2 separate regions of the Mus musculus genome follow, and region 1 is linked to region 2. Evidence: chromatin contacts called from public Hi-C data. All regions are on one chromosome and are shown on one strand. Each heading gives the region's core, a stretch centred on a gene start, on an enhancer-like site or on the middle of the called end of the contact. The rest is flanking DNA. Distances are from core to core; before and after follow the strand shown.

Region 1 (5,300 bases), core at 1,088-3,587, 130 kb before region 2:
ATTCCTTTCCCAACCACATCACCTCCCCCAGACCAGCATCATCTCCCCAGTAGGAGCAGCCCATGTCTCATGTGCACTCCTGCAGCCTCCCACATCTTCTCTGGTGTGTAAACCAGAAGGTTTCTGGGGCTGGAGAGATGGCTCAATTGTTAGGAGCACTGACTGCTCTTCCAGAGGTCCTGAGTTCAATTCCCAGCAACCACACTGTGGCTCACAACCATCTGTACTGGGATCTGATTCCCTCTTCTGGCATGCAGGTGGGCGTGCAGATAGAGAACTCATATACATAAAATAAATAAATACATCTTAAAAAATAAACAAACACAAAAACCTAGAAGGGTTCCAAGGATCCACTGGGTAAATTGCTCCCTTCACAGAAAGGGAACAGTCCAAGGTCCCACTGATCACCCTCCTTATCTGTGCGCAGGCTACTGACCCTCTTTGCTTTCCCTTTTCCTCAACTGCCCCGAAACCCTGTGTCCGTGTGTGTCCATGAGTGTGAGTGTTCACCTATGTGCAGGTGTGTGTACACATACATGTGGAGGTCAGATGACAACCTCTGTTGTCATTTCTCTGGTATTGTCCACCTTCTCTTCTGCACAGGGACTCTCGCTGGCCTGGAACTCACTGGTTTAGCCCAGTGAGCTCAAGGTGTCCCCGTGTCTCCACCTCCCCTGCTCTGGGATTACAAGCAGGCACCTACCACTGTGCCAGGCTTTTTTTTTTTTAACATGAAGTCTGAGATTGAACTCAGGCCTTTGGGCTTGCACACATACTTTACACATTGGGCTATCTAGTCTCCCAATGCTCTTTTCCAGAGCTTTCTCATCCCATGCCCCAATTAGGCTCCACTTCCACTGACAACGTCCCTCATCTAGGGGAGGACCCCCATTCCCACTGACATCTCTGTACCTCCCCGGCCCCACTCACCTTCCTTCCCCAAACCGTACTCTATCTTGTACTTCAGCACCTGTCCATTGCTCAGGCTGGAGGGCAGGGGCAGCCATGCCACCCTGATGTCCGAGGGGTTGGGGCTGGACAAGGTAAGCTGGGGTGCTGCGCTGGGGACTGAGACAGAAGAACATTGGCGTGAGCTCCGCTCCACCAACAGGGAAGATAAGACACAGTCAGGAGTGATCAGAGACTTGCCCAGGTCACACAGCAAGTCAGAAGTAGGCCCAGGCCCAGGATCTGAGGGAGGGAGGGAGGGAGCCTCTCAGGGGAGCCCTACGCTGGAGGATGCGGAGACATCCTTTCTATCCCAAGGCTAGTGGACAGTGTGGGCCAGAAGCTTTCATATCCAATGGCTGGGTAGTAAATGTATGTTAGGAAGAAGGGCTGCATGGTATGGGGGCTCAGAGCTGGGCTCAAGTCCCAGCTGCCCTGCTGAGCTTGGCAAGTCATTTTCATTTTCTGAGCCCCAGTTTCCCCATTTTACACTGGGAAGAAGAACCTCTGCCCACTGCTTTATAGGGCACAACAGACATCACAAGGCAGGGAAGAGGGCCTTGGGCCACACTGTCCCTGAGTGGGAGTGTCTCTGGGTCCCAGGTCACTGCAGGTTCAGAGGTCCTACCATCGTCCAGTGTATGCACCAGGGCTGGGCTGGAGGTTCGGCTGGCCCCCAGCTGGGAGTAGGCCACCACGTAGAACTCATAATCCGTGTTGGGTTCCAGGTCCCGAACCTGCAGCTCTGTGGTGTCATTGTTTACTGCAAACTGGTACTCCACATTGTCCACTCCTGAGGTGGTAGCACGGGGGGGACAAAGGGACTGTCACAGCCCACTCCATGTCTGACTAGCTGGAGACTGTCTGGGGATCCTACTGGTCTATGTATAGCTAAATTGTTACAGACAATCTAGGGTGAAGGATAGAAATGCCTCTGCCATCTAGTCTACTTATTGCATTGATTCCATAATAGGCCAGGAAGCTCCCCGTGCTAATTGAAGGAGCCCGTCCTGCAGTTAGTTAGCTGGGGGTGGAAGATGGCTCCTTTAACCCTGGAAAGAGAAGCATTCTCTCCGTCAAGGAGTGCGTGTACACTCCATTCTCTAATACTAGATCACTTCCCAGCAGTATTGCTCCCCATCCCTTCCTCTCATCTTTAATTATCCATCCCATACTTGCCCTAACTGGGATTCCCGCGGTCAAGAGTAGACATACCCCTTGCCTTTTGGTAGTGAAGAGAGAAGCCAATGATTTGCTCGCTGTGCAACTCAGGCCGCTCCCAGGCCACCAGCACAGAGGAGCTGCTCAGCGGCGTGGCTGTGACCCGAGTCGGGGCGCTGGGCAGCCCCTCGCGCACCACTACCGCCAGGGGCGCAGCGGCACAGGCAGTTCCCGCGCTGTTTTCTGCTACGCACTGGTAGTAGCCAGCGTCCTGAAGGCCGATCTGAGTGATGACCAAGCTGCCGCCACCGCCCTGCACCTTGACGCGCCCATTGGGTCGCAACGGGATCCCGTCGTGCAGCCAGTGCAGCGCGGGCCGTGGCTCCCCGGACGCCCGGCACACGAAGCGCGCGGTGCTGGCCCGCGTCCGCGAGAGCGCCTCGGGCGCCTGCGAGATGGCTGGGGCAGCTGAGGGGCAGAAGGGAGACTCTGACAAGAGGGCCTACCCCTCTCCAAGTGTCCCAACACCGCGCCCAAGCCTCACCCTGAGGTCCTCTCCCCTAGTCATACGGGCCCAGCTCTGGTCCACTAGACTCGACCCCTCCTGGGCTAGTCCTCCTTTCTCCCAAGCCCAGCAGATTTCCAGCTTTTGAGCTCTAGGCTGTAACTTCACTTTCTCCTCCCCGTGGCTTCTTATACCCAGCAGTTACTCCAGCTTTCAGCAAGCCTGGTCCCCCAGTTTTCTGTTGTATTGAGAAAGCTCTTTTATAGCCCAGGTTGGCCTTGAATTTCTGATCTGCCCGCCTCAGCATCACCCCAACTGATTAATCCCAGCATTCCTAGGAGACAGAGACAGGAGATTCCCCAGAATTCCCCGGGCCAGCTAGCCTGGAGTATGAAGTGAACAAGAAACCTTGTCTCAACTCAGTCTGTGACCGCAATACACTCACCATGGCCTGCACACACTCATAGGGACTTAATAGCCTAAGACATTGTCATTGTTTAATAATTTTGTTTTTGAGATAGACTTTTCACTCTGTAGCTGGTCTCAACTCTGTAGCTAGGGCTGGTATCGAACTCACGCTCCTGCCACAGTTTTCTGAGTGCTACCACGTACAGATTCTGGGCTTCACACACCCCCCTAGACCATTCCACTATCTCCTTCCATAACCTCACCCCACTCCTGCTCGCCTGCACTCTCACTCCTCATGACCCAAACCAGGCTTTAAATCCGCCCCCCCACCCCCCGTCTCAAATCGCCCCATTCCCTCCCCCCCCCCCCCCAGCTACGGAATCCAGTCCTCCAACAATCACCACCAATCAGAAAATTCAGACTCCTCCCATGTGGTCCCCCTCACATTTAGTCTTCTAGGACCGCCCCTTCTCCCTCTAACACACACCCATCCTTAACGTCCCCCAGCACCAGCCCTTCCTTACCAAGCACTCGGAGCTCAGCAGCCGCAGTGGCGAAATCACGCGTGCGGGGCTTGTTGGCTCGGCAGACATAGACTCCAGAGTGCCGAGGCTGCGCGCTGGCGATGAGTAGATTGGTCCGGCCCAGAACGATGACATCCGTGGAGATAGGCTTTCCATCTGGTGACAGAGAAGGAGCAGGCTGGAGGGGGACGCTGGAACTGTCCCTCTACACCCTCTCCAACTACGAGGTTCCCACTACATCCCTGCAAAGCTGCATCACAGCCGCTGGTTTGAATCCCAGTTCCTTCTTACTCTGATCCCTAGGTGGAAAAGCAGAAGGGAGGTGGGTAAACGATGGCTAAATGGTCTCTGGTGGGCGGAGCAGATATTTAATACAATCTCTCTCTCTCTCTCTCTCTCTCTCTCTCTCTCTCTCTCTCTCTCTCTGTGTGTGTGTGTGTGTGTGTGTGTGTGTGTGTGTGTGTCTGCCTGTCTCTGTCTCTCTGTCCCTCGCTCTCTCTGTCTCTCTGTGTCTCTCTCTCCTCCCACCCCCAGAATTTTCCAAAGTAGGGTTTCCTCTGAGTAGCCCTGGTTACCCTGAACTTGCTCTGTAGACCAGGCTGGCCTCAAACTCAGAGCCCCGCCTGCCTCTGCCTCCCCAGTGCTGGGATTAAGGATGTGTGCCACCACCACTGGGCTTTAATACAACCTTCTTTAGACTTTATTACTGCATGAATGTGTGTACATGTGAGCTTGCTTGCATGTGCTATGGAAGTCAAAGGACAACTCTAAGGAGTCAATTCTCTCCTTCTATCTTTAGGCAGAAGCTCCTGACTTGGAGCCTGTGAAATACTGTACCATCTTGCCCACTTCCCCAGTCTCCTCCTCCTCTTTCCTCAGCACTCACCCTGTCGGACCCAGGACACAAAAGGGGTGGGGTCAGCAGAGGCCACGCACTCCATCACTACACTCTGTCCAGACACTACCGTGGTGTTCTCTGGGGCTGCCACAATGACCACATCCTGCCCCCTGGTAGCCTCCAAAGACCCTGTAGTGAAGATAGGACAGGGTTAGCTTGCCAATTACTGCTTCTGAATGCCCAAAGCAGGGGGCCTGGGGCGTCATGGTTCTTTCTGTCAGAAGGGGAAAGCAACTGTCAAGCAGAGCTGGCGTAGGCCTTGGAGTTCTTTCTCTTGGAGCCAGAAGAATGCTCTCCGACACAAGTGAAACCCCACAAGTTACTGGGTAGACCATACCTCCCCCATATTTCCCCGCCCAAATCCAGCTCCCATGGCATCTGCCTTAGACTCAGCACCCAGCTCTAGTTCTAAGACTGTCTATAAGTTGTTGTGTGAGTCAGGCAGATGCCTTTCCAAAGTACCTCAGAGTTCTACAAGCAAAAGGTGGGCTGTTAAGCCGGGCCTGGTGGCGCACAACTTTAATCCCAGCACTCAGGAGGTAGAAGCAGGCGGATTTCTGAGTTCGAGGCCAGCCTGGTCTACAAAGTGAGTTCCAGGACAGCCAGGGCTATACAGAGAAACCCTGTCTCAAAAAAACACCCCCCCCCAAAAAAAAAGGTGGGCTGTTGTTTTTAGCAAAGAAGCTTCACGATGTGTTTCTGTGTCCAACTCTCTCTCCTTGTGGCACAACATTGAACACCTGATTTGTCCAGCAGGGGGAAGCATAGACCTAGTGCTGGAGAGCGCGCAAGGATGGCCTGGAGCCTCAGCCTAGGGACTAGAGGATGGAACCAGTGAAGAGGAGGGATGACACAA
Region 2 (5,029 bases), core at 1,318-3,817:
TTATATGCTCAAAGTGTAACTTGGGTCCCTAAAGCTATATAAGCTGATAGGGTTTCTTATTCAGGCTGGTCCCCTTTGTGCATTAGCCAGAACCAGTTTTATGCTAGCATTAAAGGGATTTTCCTTCATTAAACTCTAAGTGGTGGAGTGATTTCTCACTGGGAAGGCATATTCTGTATCACTTTAATGTACATGTTATGTAGGTATATACACAGAAAAGTACCCATTTATCTAGAGAGACGGGTTTGTAACAAGGGACCATGAAATGGCTCAATGGGTAAAAGCTCTAAGCCTGACAACCTTAGTTCAATTCCTGCAACTCAAGAGGAGGAGAGAACTAAGTCCTGCACGTTTGTCATGGTATACGCCCTTCCATCCACCCCCACACAAAACAAACCAGTTTTAAAAGACTTTAAAAAAGGGACCATCTTAACTGAGTTGTTACAAAGAAAGTAAGACTGTTTCTCTCAACGGATGTGATTTTCTTAATGCGTCAAGAAAGATCTTATTCGAATATTATTTCCTTTAGTGGGCTACACTGTATGTCATTACTTTTAGGTATTTTCATATGCACATTTTAAATAAAACTGTACAGTGCATTAAGAAAAGGGAGCATTTGTAAGTGCATGCATGTGCTGTGGGAATGCAGACAGATATATAGGTATGTGCACACAGATACGTACAATGTTTAAATTCTCTCTCTCTTTTGGATCTTTTTAATAGTTTCTTGGAAGAAATTTTATTCTGTTTCTTGTTTTCGGCACCATGGAAGAAATGCAAAACAAAGCTGTGGTTTTCTTTGTGTTTTATTCCTGGAGCGCAATTGAAATCTTCAGGTGGGTGGGTACAAATGCTGCCCGGCTCTGGAGTGTGTGTTGCTGCTTTGGCTGGAAGTTTCATTAGGATTACACATGTGAGGAGTCTAGCTACATCAGGGTGCTTGGCAGTCCTAAAACAGGCCGTTTTAAAGCACTGCTTAGAGCCGAGACTATAGGGACCAAAGGGAACCAAAGAATGAAAGATCCATCTATAAACTCAAGGTTTCACTGTTGTGTTGTAAAGAAGACCCAAGGCCCATCCATCCAGAGGGAAGGAAATACTTGAAGAGTCAGGAGGAAGACGAAGGTTGAAGCAGCAATCCAGGCTGGGTGGGTTAGTTAAGAGAGCGTTCCTGAGGGTTCTTACTAAAGAGCACTCTCATCTTATGGTAGTTTGTTTATATTTTTCCCTCTAAAGGGCTAAGGCAGGAGGATTGCCATGAATTTGAGGTCAGCCTGACCTACACACTGAGACTCTGAGAAACAAAATTAAAATCTATCCAATGAAGCAATGTTCCTTTTTAAACCCCTCACCCATACCGTCTGCTTTTTCCCAGTGTGTCATACGCAGTGGGGCTTCCTCAGCTCTGGTGTGTGTAGTGACAGTTTGACAGGGTTCCTGGCACAGTGGGAAGAGGCAGTGGTGCCTGCACCATGTCTTATTGTGCCTGGATCTGAACCCCCTGGCACCATGGATACAAAGATTTGAAACAGATTCAAGGTCTTTGATGATAACATTTTGGGAAGAAATTAATTTCTTGTGATTTTTAAAAAATTTTCTTTTTCACTTTTGAAGAAAGGTCTCACTATGTAGCCTTGGCTGCCCTTGAACTCTCAGAGATCTTACTGTCTCTTCTTCTGCGATGAGACTTAAAGACATGCACTACCATGCCCAGTGTGATGTCTCTTTAAGCCTGAGCATTTCTGATTCGAGATTAGAGGCTTTTTGTATAATTTTATAGAATTACTCATTTATCCAGAGGCAGCTAGGCATCTCTCCCTACTAGGAACATAGATGAGAGCTAGGAATAAAGCTATGTTCTAAGCATCCAGCACGGAGCTGAACAAAGAGGGTTCCTTGAAGAATACACTGAGCCTGCCCATAGACTTCACAGCCTGGTGTGTGAGAATGCCCATCTAGGGTGGAATTCAGAGCCTGCAGTGGCTGTTGTCTTTGATTTCTGTTTTCCATAGGTATCCCTTCTACATGCTCTCCTGCATTGACATGGACTGGAAGGTGCTCACGTGGCTCCGTTACACTATGTGGATTCCGTTATATCCCCTGGGATGTTTGTCAGAAGGTATTTTTAAAAACTTTAGGTTCATAGTATAGCTCTCAGGGGTGCCCATGTGGTAAGAGGCTGGTTTCCTCTCTGCCAGCCGTAATCTAATCAATGTGGTATTAAGACCTCAGGCCTTTCTTCCTGATGGCCTTTTTCCATACTCTTTGTCTGACTGTTCCAGAGACATGGGTCTCATTGCGTAAGGTTTGGAAGCTGGGTGCTCCTGTGCTGCATGCTTTTTATTTACAAGCTATTCTTAATATTCCAAAGAGAGATCTTATTAGTAATTTCATTTTATTATGACAGCCCCTAGTGAATAGATCAGACACAAAATTTCCTCCCATTTTATAGATGAGGAAACAGAAGCCCAGTGCTGGGCTGTTCTCATCAGTCTCCTGGAAGCTTAGAGGCAATGTGAGAACCCGGGAGCTTTCTGTACAGGCGGGTAGGAGACATCTCCTGCAGCCTCAGGCTGGAGCTGTGAGCCCGAGGTGCTGGAAGCTCATGTGTTCCATTTGCTTCTCACTGCTTGCTTGCTTTCAGCTGTGGCAGTGATCCAGTCCATTCCAGTATTCAACGAGTCGGGAAGGTTCAGTTTTACTTTGCCATATCCAGTGAAGATGAAAGTCAGATTTTCCTTCTTCCTTCAAGTTTATCTCGTAATGTTATTTTTAGGTAAGTACGTCTCTTGTCATATTTTAGACAGGAGAGCTAAGTGGTTCAGTTTTAGCATCCCTTAATATAATTCTACTTCTGAAAGAGTGGCCAGGGAAAGGCTTTATTTGTGCAAACAGACCCAGTAGGAGAGTTTGCTGCATGTGGAAATCTTTCTCTCAGGTCTGCAGTAGCTGAATTGTGAGTGCTCTGTCAGTGCGAGTCTGTCATATATGTGGATATTGAGGCATACCATACAGTATCTCCCGATGACCCACTAAGAGCTCTTCTAACAAGAGCAGGAGATGAGAACCCTGCTGCCTGCATTCTAACCTACTTGGGGCTGAGGAGGAGGTAGAGGCGTGGCAAATGAGGGGGGAGGGAGGTGGCGATGGTCTCTGTTGGGAAGCGCCCCGCTGATTATGGCCGCCTTAGTAGGTTTGTATCCAACATGAATTCTAGATTAACTCAGAAAAGCTCAGAACTAACCGGAACAAGAGATAAACTTAAAATTACTCGAAAGCCACCGTAACTCAAGGATTTCCTGTAAGCATCGGTGTTTAGGTTATGTATTTGACTTGGTAGATTTAAATAAACATAGCTGCGTTGTAGGCAACAGTGGGTTCAGCCACTGCCAGTGTGCTAGCTCTCTTGGTGTGTACTGTATTCATCAAGACGTAGCCACTGATAGATAACAAGAGTTGTCTTCAGACTGGCAAGGCTCAGTGCAAGAGAAGGGAGGGAAGGAATCAGTAGTGAGCATCTAAGAGGTTGCCACCCTGAACAGAAGATGAACAGTACAAATGGCCTGAGAGGTTAAAAAGCCGAGTGGTCTCCATGATTTAGTGTGGGAGGTTATACTACTTAGGAGGCCCTATGAAAAAAAGTTAGAATTCTGTGTGGTGGCTCACATTTGTAATCACAGCAGCAGGGAGACTGAAGCAGGAGGACTGCCTTAAGTTCAAGGCTAGCCCAGGCAATAGAGTAAGGTCCTGTACCCAGTAAAGAGTGGAAATATTTTAATATGCAGTGACCCTATGACCTATCTTTTTTTTAGTGTTGCTTAATAGAAAGATATGTACATGTTATTATTCAAAATTAAACCAATCCAAAATTGTAAATTTTGGGTCTTAACCAGGTAGTATATGTTCATAGGTCAAGGAATTTTTTTATGCACATTCTTTCATAGTAAGTATGTGATGTGTTTTTATCCCTGTTGTACAACTGAAGGAACTGAGGTGAGGCTAAGCTACAGAACTTTCTGGTTAAGTAGAATTGAAACTGGCATCTGAAATCCTGTTTCCTCACATACTGCTTTGTACTTTCAGACTGTAGCTTACTTTTAAAAAAGTAAGTTCTTTAAAAAAAAAAAGTCAGTTCTTGAATAGCCCTTCAGCTCTGATTTAGCCACTCATTACATATGTATGGGGGGAAAACAGGCAAAAACCATCGTTAACTTAATCATCTATGTAGGGTGAACTGTATTGATGACTATATTAATATTGAAATGTGTCAAAACATGAGAGTCAGATGAACAGATCATAGGCATGAGATACACACAGTCTGATGGAAAGTTGGATCCAGAAGCTGTTCAGTAGACAAGGTTTATCTCTGTCTAACCCTGCACAAGAGGCCATGAGCAGTGAGGCCACAAGCCCCTGCAGGGCTGGACACCTCTCGCAGCACTGCTGTGGGTTCCGCTGTATCTGAGCAATAGATTTAGTGCCGTGAGGCCTGGGCACAAACAGCAGATAACTCACTTCCCTGTCACAAGGACATTTCTAATCAGTTGGTTTTTTTTCCCCTAGGGTTATATATTAATTTTCGTCACCTTTATAAACAGCGCAGGAGGCGGTATGGACAAAAGAAGAAAAAGCTCCACTAAAGATGAATTTGGTAGCTTCATTTGAGCAGAGTCTATGATTCCTACTCTTCTACTTCTTGTACTGATATAAGGGTTTGTTTTGTTTTGTTTTTTAAAGTAAGGCTGTCTCTCTTTCCCAGTAACATTCCTGAGTCTACTGTCCTTATCTTAGTGTTGTACTTGCATGACATGGATATCTGGTATCTGAGGACAAGTTCATTCTTGTGTATTTAATAACAAAGGTGGCCCTCTTCATGTCTGCTCCTCCCTACAGGCACTGTCTGTCTTCACAGGGCTTGGTCTTTCTGCTGCCACTTGTGAAAACCGAAAAAAAACAAGACTACATAGCACCGACTTTTTGAAAATCAGATAAACATGGTTATTGACATTTTTTGAGTCAGAGTAGGGCT

Evidence for each region. A called contact is a pair of places that touch in the nucleus more often than the background predicts.
Region 1: a Hi-C map of cerebral cortex shows a contact between it and region 2, with 3 times the contacts expected there. The contact joins two enhancer-like sites. A contact is called at or near these places in 2 of 39 promoter capture datasets (hippocampal neurons and liver), 1 of 15 datasets of contacts at CTCF or cohesin (large pre-B cells), 31 of 484 Hi-C or Micro-C datasets (the 63-12 cell line, the AML12 cell line, B cells and 18 more), 5 of 115 datasets of contacts at active chromatin or transcription factors (bone marrow-derived dendritic cells, craniofacial prominence, embryonic stem cells and 1 more) and 1 of 9 other capture datasets (embryonic stem cells).

The regions. Positions count from the first base shown.
Region 1 is chr9:65,121,053-65,126,352 of GRCm38.p6, reverse strand. Igdcc4 (immunoglobulin superfamily, DCC subclass, member 4) reads right to left here. Exons shown (of 20, transcript NM_020043.3): 5 at 4,433-4,573; 6 at 3,547-3,702; 7 at 2,164-2,577; 8 at 1,577-1,741; 9 at 931-1,068. Among named protein-coding and RNA genes, the nearest start is that of Igdcc3, 17 kb to the left of the region's middle. Within about 2 kb of position 2,337, at least 69 of the 459 cell types and tissues checked have an H3K27ac peak or open chromatin away from gene starts, as enhancers often do. A contact at or near this core is called in cerebral cortex, where this site is marked.
Region 2 is chr9:64,988,064-64,993,092 of GRCm38.p6, reverse strand. It overlaps Hacd3 (3-hydroxyacyl-CoA dehydratase 3), which reads left to right. Exons shown (of 11, transcript NM_021345.2): 8 at 724-836; 9 at 2,013-2,119; 10 at 2,645-2,776; 11 at 4,564-5,029. The coding sequence ends at 4,640. Among named protein-coding and RNA genes, the nearest start is that of Gm25640, 19 kb to the right of the region's middle. Within about 2 kb of position 2,567, at least 4 of the 459 cell types and tissues checked have an H3K27ac peak or open chromatin away from gene starts, as enhancers often do. A contact at or near this core is called in cerebral cortex, where this site is marked.